Regions from separate parts of the Arachis hypogaea genome. Here region 2 is linked to region 1. A link is a contact called in public Hi-C data. All regions are on one chromosome and are shown on one strand. The core of a region is the stretch at or near the end of the contact, and the rest is flanking DNA. Distances in the headings are between cores, read along the strand shown.

Region 1 (4,566 bases), core at 5-2,504:
ATAGAATCACAAAATTGATACGGCAAGAAACGCGAAACCTATCGAGAATATCGACAGAGTTCGAGTCAAGCATAACGGGCTCTAACTATTTATAAGGAGCAAGGTTGCGAGAGCCGGATCGGTCAATAAACCGGTAAGGTTACTGGTTTACTAGTTTACTAGTTTGACCGGAGTTCAATCGGTTTAATTAAATATTAAATAAAATTATTAAAAAACCTATATATAATTTCAAATATATAAATTCAACCTATAATCTTTCAACAATGGAGCTGAAATGCTCGAGTTTCATGCTTTCTAAGACCAAAAGAAATAACTTAATAAGAGAATTTTTGGCAGAAATCCTTTAAAAAATTGGCCGGTTTTGCGCGGTTCAGTGGTTAACCACCAGTTCGATCGGTTTTTTGCCAACGGTTTATGAGGCTAATCGAACTGGTCTGGTAATCAGTTTCCGATTAATCGGGTTGAACCGGCCAATCCGGTTTAGTTTCAAAACTATGATAAAGAGGAAGAAACAACCTGAAAGGGATAATTCCAAAAAAGAATCATACATTCACACCTTCTTATTTATTTATTCACTTGTAATTCGCTTCTTTATTAAGATCATTCCATTAATTTGAGTGTCAGAATACTTTTTGTAGATATTTCTATCCGCTGCGTTCTACTTAAAATAGACAAATAATTTTGCTAACAGATCAATCCGCCACTCTAAGAAGGTGCAATAACTCGGTGGAACCTTCACGGACAAACCACTAACCATCTCAACTTGGAATTGGAATTGAAATATGTAAGCTTCCTATGATGCATGGATATTGACACGGACATAGGACACGACACAACACGGAATACGTCGACACGCAAATTTTAAAATCTTACATGACACGGGAACACGCATACATACAAAATATAAAGTATTTTTTAGATAAATCGTAATGATATTTAATATTTATTGATATTAAAATATAAATTAACTTTTTTGAATTATTTTTAATGTCTTATTTTAATTATATCAAGTATTTAAAATATTTTTTTGTTTTAATAAATAACAATATATACTGTATCTAAATTTATTTTAAGAATATATGTTAAAAATAAGATTGAACACGCTGACACGTGATTGTATTTATGTGTTGCGTGTCCGAAAAATTTTTTTTTATTTTTTATTAAGACACGATTAGATACAGTATACACGCATGTTGAATGAATATTGGTGAGTGTCGTGTCCGATATACAGACACGACAACTCAGCAAGTGTCCGTGCTCCATTGTGATCGTGAGCTCAACAACATCCGACCCGACCCCGCATTCGATCCATCGCCATAAAGTGGGGTGCTTCGCTGTTTCTTACTTTATTTGCAAAGCCGGTTGAGAAGCACAACCGGAAGTCCTATTACCCAAATTCCAAAATCTGAATTGGAAATTGGGATCGCAGCACCCTGGCTTCCGATATCTGGAAACGGCTGTTCCCGGCACGGAGCAGAACAGCAGGACTTGGAGGTGCAGCAGCAGTAAGGTTTCCAATCCCGAAGATCATTACCTCAATTGCTCGTCGAATGGATCACATCAACTTGTTCAAGCTCTGCTCTGCTCTCCGCGTTCTCGGTTACTTCATGATCCTCCTCTTCGCCGCCATCGTCGCCCTCTCCTACTACGCCGTTGTTATCATCGCCTGGGGCCCTCTCTTGTTCCACTCCCATTCCCCACTCGCCTTCCTCATTCTCTTCCTTTTTCACATCCTTGTCAGTTTTCCCTCCTATCTCTCTCTCTCAAAGATTTAACCTTTTTTCTCTTGTTCAATCTTCAATGCTCGTAGTTGTTGCTTGCTTGCAGCTTATACTGTTGACATGGTCCTACTTCATGGTGGTTCTGAATGACCCTGGTTCTGTCCCCCATAATTGGAGGCCTTTGCCCATCTCTCAGCACCACGATTTAGAAGCTGTCACTACTCCTATATCACTCTACTCTCAAGTTGCACCTGAGTCCGAGGCTGCAGCTGAGGCTTCTTCTTCCTCTTCTTCCACTGGCTATTGTACTCGATGCCAGAATGCCAAGCCACCCCGTTGCCATCACTGCTCTGTCTGTATGTCTCTTCCAATATTTTCTCTATTTTCTATGAATCATTTTATACATGACCATGCACAAGCATGCCTCACCTTGTCTTGAGGTTTATATTTGTCTCCTTGATGTATTTTGCAGGCCAAAGATGCGTTCTTAAGATGGATCATCATTGTATTTGGGTGGTGAATTGCGTTGGAGCACGTAACTACAAGTATTTTCTGCTCTTCTTGGTAATTCCATGTCTCCATAGTTGCTACTTTCTTTGTGCTCTACATATTCTTGAGAAGGTTTTGGGATTCTTCCTCTGCATATCGCTTGGAAGGTTTTGACATTTTTTATTACATGATAACACTGAACTTGTCAATTACATATCGGTTGCATCTGCATCAAATCATTCAATGAAATGATTGTTGGCCCACATTTCTGGTAGTTAATTGATAAAACTGAATTAATCAATTCAATGAAATAATTAGAGAAACATCTATCCCTCTTGAGTCTTGTCGATTTGCAGTTGCTGCTCTATCATTAAGAAGATCTAGTGAAGTGATAAAATTTAAGTTTTCCATTTAATAATCCTTTGCTTCTGTATCAAATTATCGAATGGAATATGTGCTTTAACTGCTTTCTCAACATGAATGGGAAAAGTGTTGCTACCTTGTTAGAATGAACAGAAAACACATGCCTAGTACTTTTATTCTAAAGGAAAGCAAATTATAAATTATTGAAGTGCATACTGTTAGAAGAAAACAGGAGGGGTCAGGTGGTGGAGTTGGAAAAGGGATGAATGTCATACTACTCTTTCTGGTATTTGTTTTGCCTAATTTATTTCTCTGTCCCCCTCCTATTAATAGCTATATACATTTCTTGAGACAACACTGGATTGCTTAGCTCTGGTCCCCAGTTTGATCAGATTCTTCAGTGGAGCTAGAAATCATTCATTATCTCCTGGGGGATTTGCTGTAATCTTTTTGGCTTCTAGTAAGTATAAATGTTATACTTATATTAGTCAAGTTAATCTGGGTAGCTTTTATTGAATCCTCATAGCTATTAATGTTTCTTACAGACTGTATGCCTTGATGCAGTTCTCAATTTGGCCTTTGCACTGAGTCTTCTCTGTTTCGTAGTCATGCATATATCTCTTCTCTTAAGCAACACAACTTCGGTAGAGGTAAATTGTTAATCATTTATGAATAAATATTATTTTCTCTTTAACCTTTTTGAAATGGTATGCAATAATGCTATTGGTCAGACATACATTAGAGTTTTGTTAATTCTGAAACCCAGCATGATTCTGTTCACTGAACATGGGAAATATCAAATATGTCAGGCTTTATCAAGCTGTGACAACAGATGATGATATTCATTAATTCAGCTTTGATTGTTGAACATGGTTGTGTACCTCTAAGGCTCTAACTATGATGAAGGCCTGGTACACTGAGTAGTCACCAGATAATTTTGAGAATAACTAAGGTTCTTTTATCTAAAGTGGCTGTTTGGTAAATGATGTTTCAGGTTTATGAAAAGAAAAAAGCAGTCAGGTGGAGGTATGACTTGGGAAGGAAGAAGAATTTTGAGCAGGTAACATTAAATATCAAGTAGTAAAACATCACAAAATAATTGGAAATTGTGAAGTTGATGTTAAATATCTGATTCATGAAGTGCTTTGTTCGGATGAGGAGCGAAAAGGGGAAGAAAGAAAATGGAAGAAATGAAAATAGAAAGAATAGGAAACGAGAGGAAAGGAAGTAAAAGTTGCGTAAAATAATAAGAATTAGCAATTGCTCCTTTTAACGAACAAAGCATTGTTTGATTAGTTTCAATAATCTGATGATTTAACAATGTAACATGAAATGCCGTAATATTAGTAAATCCTGTAATTGTAGTGTGTGATCTCTACCTGGATTAATATCTTGTGAATTTGAGTCACCCTTATCAGATGTTTTCATATGTTCTACCCCTTGTTTTCCAAGGTTTTCGGCACAAACAAGGCGCTATGGTTGTTGCCATTGTTTTCAAAAGAGGATATAGACAACATACCTGCACTAAGGGGGATTGAGTTCCCAACACGTCCGGATCTTGATGTATGAGGCATGGTGACTTGAGCTTTTGTAGTTGAATAAGCGATGCCATCGTCTGCTTTTTCCATTAAGTTTCAGCATGGACATGAAAATATTGCCATTTTTCTTTGAATGTAGCTGTCTAGATGTATATATGTAATCTTGCATTTGATTATTCTTATAAGCAGTTTAGCAACCTGACATCTAAAGGTAATACACTGTACATTTACCTTCGAAATTCAGTCCTAGTGTACTTCTTGACCTGTCTATTATTGCATCATTTTATAAGAGATATTGTCGTACGTTACTAGTGTTCTATGTGGAATTGGTTGAGCTTGAATCATAGTGCGTTATTCGGATTTACATCTTTTGGTATAATCCTATATATACATTGTTTTTGTTTTTTATATAAATATTGAAACAGGAAAAGAAAAGAAAAAATCAGACAGACAAT
Region 2 (4,665 bases), core at 1,662-4,161, 140 kb after region 1:
TTCTGTTTTATCTTAAAATAAAGCATCCAATGAGAAGTATTTTTAACAGATGAGACTTCTTAAACATTTATGTAAGGAAAGTTTCAACCTATTGTTATTGTTTTGCATAGAATTCCACGAATCAAGTAAGTACGAAGCAAAACACAATACATCTTTAATTCATATTTCATTGGAAATGTACCATTAATTTCATATTTTTCTGTATCTTTGACAGCTTTCAATACACTTGACCGCTCTGCATAATGAATGAAACCAAAATCACGTTTCCCTCCAGCTTTACCAGGTGGCATGACCACTTTTGTCACTTCTCCATGTCGCCGGAATAGTTCTTTTAGTTGTTCAGTAGTAACATTCTCAGGTATGTTTTTAACATATAGAGCTTTAACCTGTGAACACCAAAAAAGTTCAAAACCAAACCATCAGTAAAGTAATTATTCCTTATACAGAATACATAGGTAAGAACATCACATCTACACGTCCATAACACTTTTAAATTCAACAACAATCAACAGCAATCCCTTTCTTAAGCAAAACTAATAATCTTTATGGCATGGTTGGGCCAACAAGAGCTACCATTGAGGGTTGGCTCAGGTAGTAGGATAAAATTACATTTACAAAATTATCTATCGTTTGAGCTCAGCGGAAAAATCAATTTGTTCAAACTGACAGCTTGTAAGTGGCTCAAGAAATCATGCCGCCTAAATTGCAATAAATTTCTCATACACGAGCGAGTTTTCATATTTACTGAGCTCCATATCAAAGGCAGAAAGAAAATCATATATACCCACACTCTTGGGTGGCTCTGCTGAGAGAAGAAAAAGGCTATACAGAAAGAGAAACATTGCAGTAAAAGAGAAGAAACAATTACGACCATAAGTATCTAATTAATCACTTGATGTAATGATAGGTAAAAAGCAATTTAAAATCACTTTTCGCATCTAAGTTCACTTACCTGTGAAGATGAAGAATGATCAGGTGAGATCTTTGGATCTGCCCATGTGACATTTGGGGTATTACCACCCAGCTTAAAACTTGCAATTGACATCTTTTGCCGCGAATAGTCAGCACATGCATTATTGTAATACAAAACAAAAGCAAACCCACGATTCCTAGTGGGGTTTTGGGGGTCCTATAATAAAAAGAAATAGAGTGGTAAGAGCAAGATAGGGCTTTTAACAGTTTACTGTGACCTTGTAGTGCATTGCACCTTGATGAGCTCGATGTTTTCAACACCCGGACCAACAGCCTCGACATGTTTCCTGAACTCATCCTCCGTCCAAGTCTTTGGAATGTTACTAATGAACAATCTGTGTTTTGTTTCAGACAGTGAACACCTCAAGGTTTTGCCCTGAGAACATGAAGAATGTTTAATTAGTTAAAACTAATCTACAAAAGAAGATTTTCTTATAATAATATTACTACACCAATACCAAAGGTCTCAAGGTTTTTCCCTGAGAAATTGAAAAAGGGGCTCAATGTTGCAAAGATGACGATGTTGCATTGGATGAATTGAGTAAATACACTGGACTATTGGGAAAGAATGCATTAGATAAAAGAGTTGGTTTACCACCCATTGTGCAAAAAAAAATAGTAGAATAATATGGAGGGAGACCAAGAAAAAGTATAGGCAAAGTCTGAGAGTTTGAGAAAGCATCAATACCTTAAATTCCTTGTTGTGTATGTCTTCAATGGCCTTTTGTGCTACCTCCTTTGTTTTAAAAGCCACAAAAGCATAACCCCTGTTTTCGCCGGTGTCCTTGTCTTTCATTAGTCGCACCTGAAAAGTAAAGAGAAATTAAATTCTTTGCTGGTCCCAGTCAGTTATAAAGCGATTAGTTTCAAATACAACATTTGCAATCCTCTGTCTAACCTCTAGAACGTCACCCATTGGCTCGCACAGTGCCTTCAAATCATCTTCATGCGCATCGCGAGGAAGCCCACCAATGAAGACTTCAGAACCATGAGGAGGAAGGGCAAGAAGTTCATCATGCTTTTCCTTCTCCTCATCTTCATTGACAGAAGATGGTTTCTGCCCATCTTGGAGAATTTCAGCAGCAGTGTCACTTCTTTCTTGTTCTTGTTCAGGCAACTGATCTTTAGCAGCAGCCTCAGCAGGTGACCCCTTGTGTTCATGTGGAGGTTCAGGTGCTTCTTGTCCATGGTCATCTATCTGTTCTTCAACATCATCATCAATCTCTTCCATATAATTCTCCTCATCAATGTCGACACGCTCATTGACCTCCGCACCCTCGGACATTGCATTCACAGCAGAATAGCCGCACCTGCAGATTGAGACAATCATAAAAAGAAAAAAAGTGTATGGAACAGTAGGTGACTGCATTGCTGAGGCACAAACATTAGGAGCAGTTAGAAGAGTTTTAAGGCCATGGGTAATTTAAGATAATTACTTTTCCCAAAGAAAAGGCGTAGGGTTTAAGGTGGCGATGCATGTTGCTTGCAAGTAAAAGAGATTGAGGCTACATTGATAAATAAAAACTGGGCAAGTGAATGGGAACCCTAAGGCATTACCGAAACAGAGGAAACTCAATTGTTTATACCACAAAAAATGGAGGGAGGGGGAAATTGACATAATAATATCAATACGAGAGACATGTAATGGCAGTGCATACCATTAGCCATAAAAATACATGACGATATTGATGAGTTTTCAGATTCGCTTCTGAGTGAGTTGGTCTCTTTGGTTGTTGTTCTAATTTGTAACCCTAGATACATAGAAACACAGAGGCAGTGAGTTTTACGTGAAATGTGTAGCGGTGGTGACTATCTATGTATCCGCCAGAGTGAGGAAGGACGGAAGGAAGGAAGGAAGGTAAGAAGGGAGGGAGCAAGGAATAATATTACATTTACTACCTCCTCATTTCTTTCCAGATGAGCGACTCTCACTCTCACTTTTCTCTTCTCTTTCGCTTTTCACCGCACATTTATTAAAATCGTACTAATTAGCAATGGTCACAGAAACTTTGCTCGTAAATATTTTTGTTATTAAGTTGTCAGAAAAAAATTAATATTTAATGTGATAAAATTTTTTAATTAAAAATAAAAATATTAAAAAAAATAATATCTTTTAAAAAATTATATTTATCAATTTTTAAAATATATTTATTTTAAAAAATTAAATATAAATGTTCATTCAAACAAACTCTTTAAACATTTATTAAAATTTCTTTTTTTTTGTCTTATTGAAATTTATCTTTTGTTAAAAACAGTAATTAAACCGTACTACAATAATAAGACATTAAGAATTCAAAAGTAAAACTTAATCTATTTATGTCTTTATTTTATCAAATAATTAAAAATATAGAGAAAATGACATTTTCAGATTTTAAATGATAATTTCTTCTCTTTATTAATAAAATGTGCATTCACTTTTTTGAAAAATTAAAATAACATGTATTTTAGTTTATTTGACCAAAATACTTATCAATATTCATTATAATTAGGGTTAAGTACTAAAATCGTTCCTAAGGTAAGGGGCGAAAATCAAAATCGTCCCCAACCTTTTTTCTTTATTAAAATCATCCTCAATGTTCAAAAACGCTTTAAAATCATTTTTTTTACCAATTTTAATTTTTTTATTATCAAACTACCCTCTCATTAAAATAATTATAAAATAAAATAAATAAAAAAGAAAGGAAAGAAAGGGATATAGAGAGAAACGGCTTCAGGAAACAAAAAGAAAGAAAGAAAGAAACGGTGAGGGCTTGAGGGAGAGAGTGACAGAGAGCTAAGAAGGGAAGAGAGGGAGGCCGTGTCCAGCGCCGCTGCCGACATGCCCAGCTGCCTTGCTTGTCATCGTCGCCATCAAAAGGGAAGAGGGAGAGAGAGTGCCGTCGCGAATCAGAGTTGAGCCGAGAAGAGAGACAGCGCGAGAGAAGGAGTGAGCCACCGAGGGGAGCGTCACCACCGCTAAGGCCGCCGTTGAGGGGGGTGGGGGAGGGGGAGGAAAGGGAAGCCGCACTGCCGCACCGCTATACCGCCACTCCGTCGCACCGCCGCACCGCCGTCCTGCCGTCTGTGATCTGCCACTGTTGTAGAATTTATGAATTTTTAGTGAAATTTGTTATGGAATATCTATAATTTAATTTTTTGTGATTTGGCTTAAATTTGGAATATTGTTGTTGCTGAATTTGTTGATTATTGTTCAAAGTGAATTTGTTGATTATTCTGAGTTATGATTTTCTGAGGTGGGGGTGGTGGTGGGTTCTGGTGTTGATGATGATGGTGGGGCTGGTGGTGGGGTGAGGAAGGTGAAGAGGAGAATGATGAGGCTTCTGTTATATATGAATGGTGATGATGTCTGTTCTTGATGTTGCGTTGTTTGGTAGCAACTTGAATTCTGATTTGATCACCAAGACTACATTACTTGATCTTTCTGAAGTGAAGAAGCTCAAGGTTATTTTTGGTGGCAGTGGATAATAGCTTCGTTAGTGAGATCATGTTGGTTAACTCAAAATTAATCCGTTGCTTCTATTTTGTGATGTGAGATATTGCAATTTTGAGTTCTTGTTCCCAGTTTCTTCGCGTTGTTCTCTTTCTCTCTTCTTCTTTTTTTTTTTTTTTGAAGAACATATGAGTTCTTCTTTTTAAAATTTTTTAATTTATGTTGTTGCTAATTTTGGATCTGAAATTATAGTTGATGATTGC

Evidence for each region. A called contact is a pair of places that touch in the nucleus more often than the background predicts.
Region 2: a Hi-C map of leaf shows a contact between it and region 1, with 3 times the contacts expected there. The contact joins the promoter of LOC112758541 here to the promoter of LOC112758538 in region 1. A contact is called at or near these places in 2 of 8 Hi-C or Micro-C datasets (leaf and an unstated tissue).

The regions. Positions count from the first base shown.
Region 1 is chr16:24,105,494-24,110,059 of arahy.Tifrunner.gnm2.J5K5, forward strand. It overlaps LOC112758538 (probable protein S-acyltransferase 12), which reads left to right and starts at 1,255. Exons shown (of 7, transcript XM_025807242.3): 1 at 1,255-1,736; 2 at 1,828-2,077; 3 at 2,194-2,285; 4 at 2,907-3,033; 5 at 3,138-3,223; 6 at 3,568-3,633; 7 at 4,026-4,414. The coding sequence starts at 1,551. The coding sequence ends at 4,142.
Region 2 is chr16:24,244,812-24,249,476 of arahy.Tifrunner.gnm2.J5K5, forward strand. LOC112758541 (heterogeneous nuclear ribonucleoprotein Q) reads right to left here and starts at 2,912. Exons shown (of 10, transcript XM_025807246.3): 1 at 2,872-2,912; 2 at 2,631-2,723; 3 at 1,871-2,282; 4 at 1,661-1,777; 5 at 1,208-1,348; 6 at 953-1,129; 7 at 182-386. The coding sequence starts at 2,257.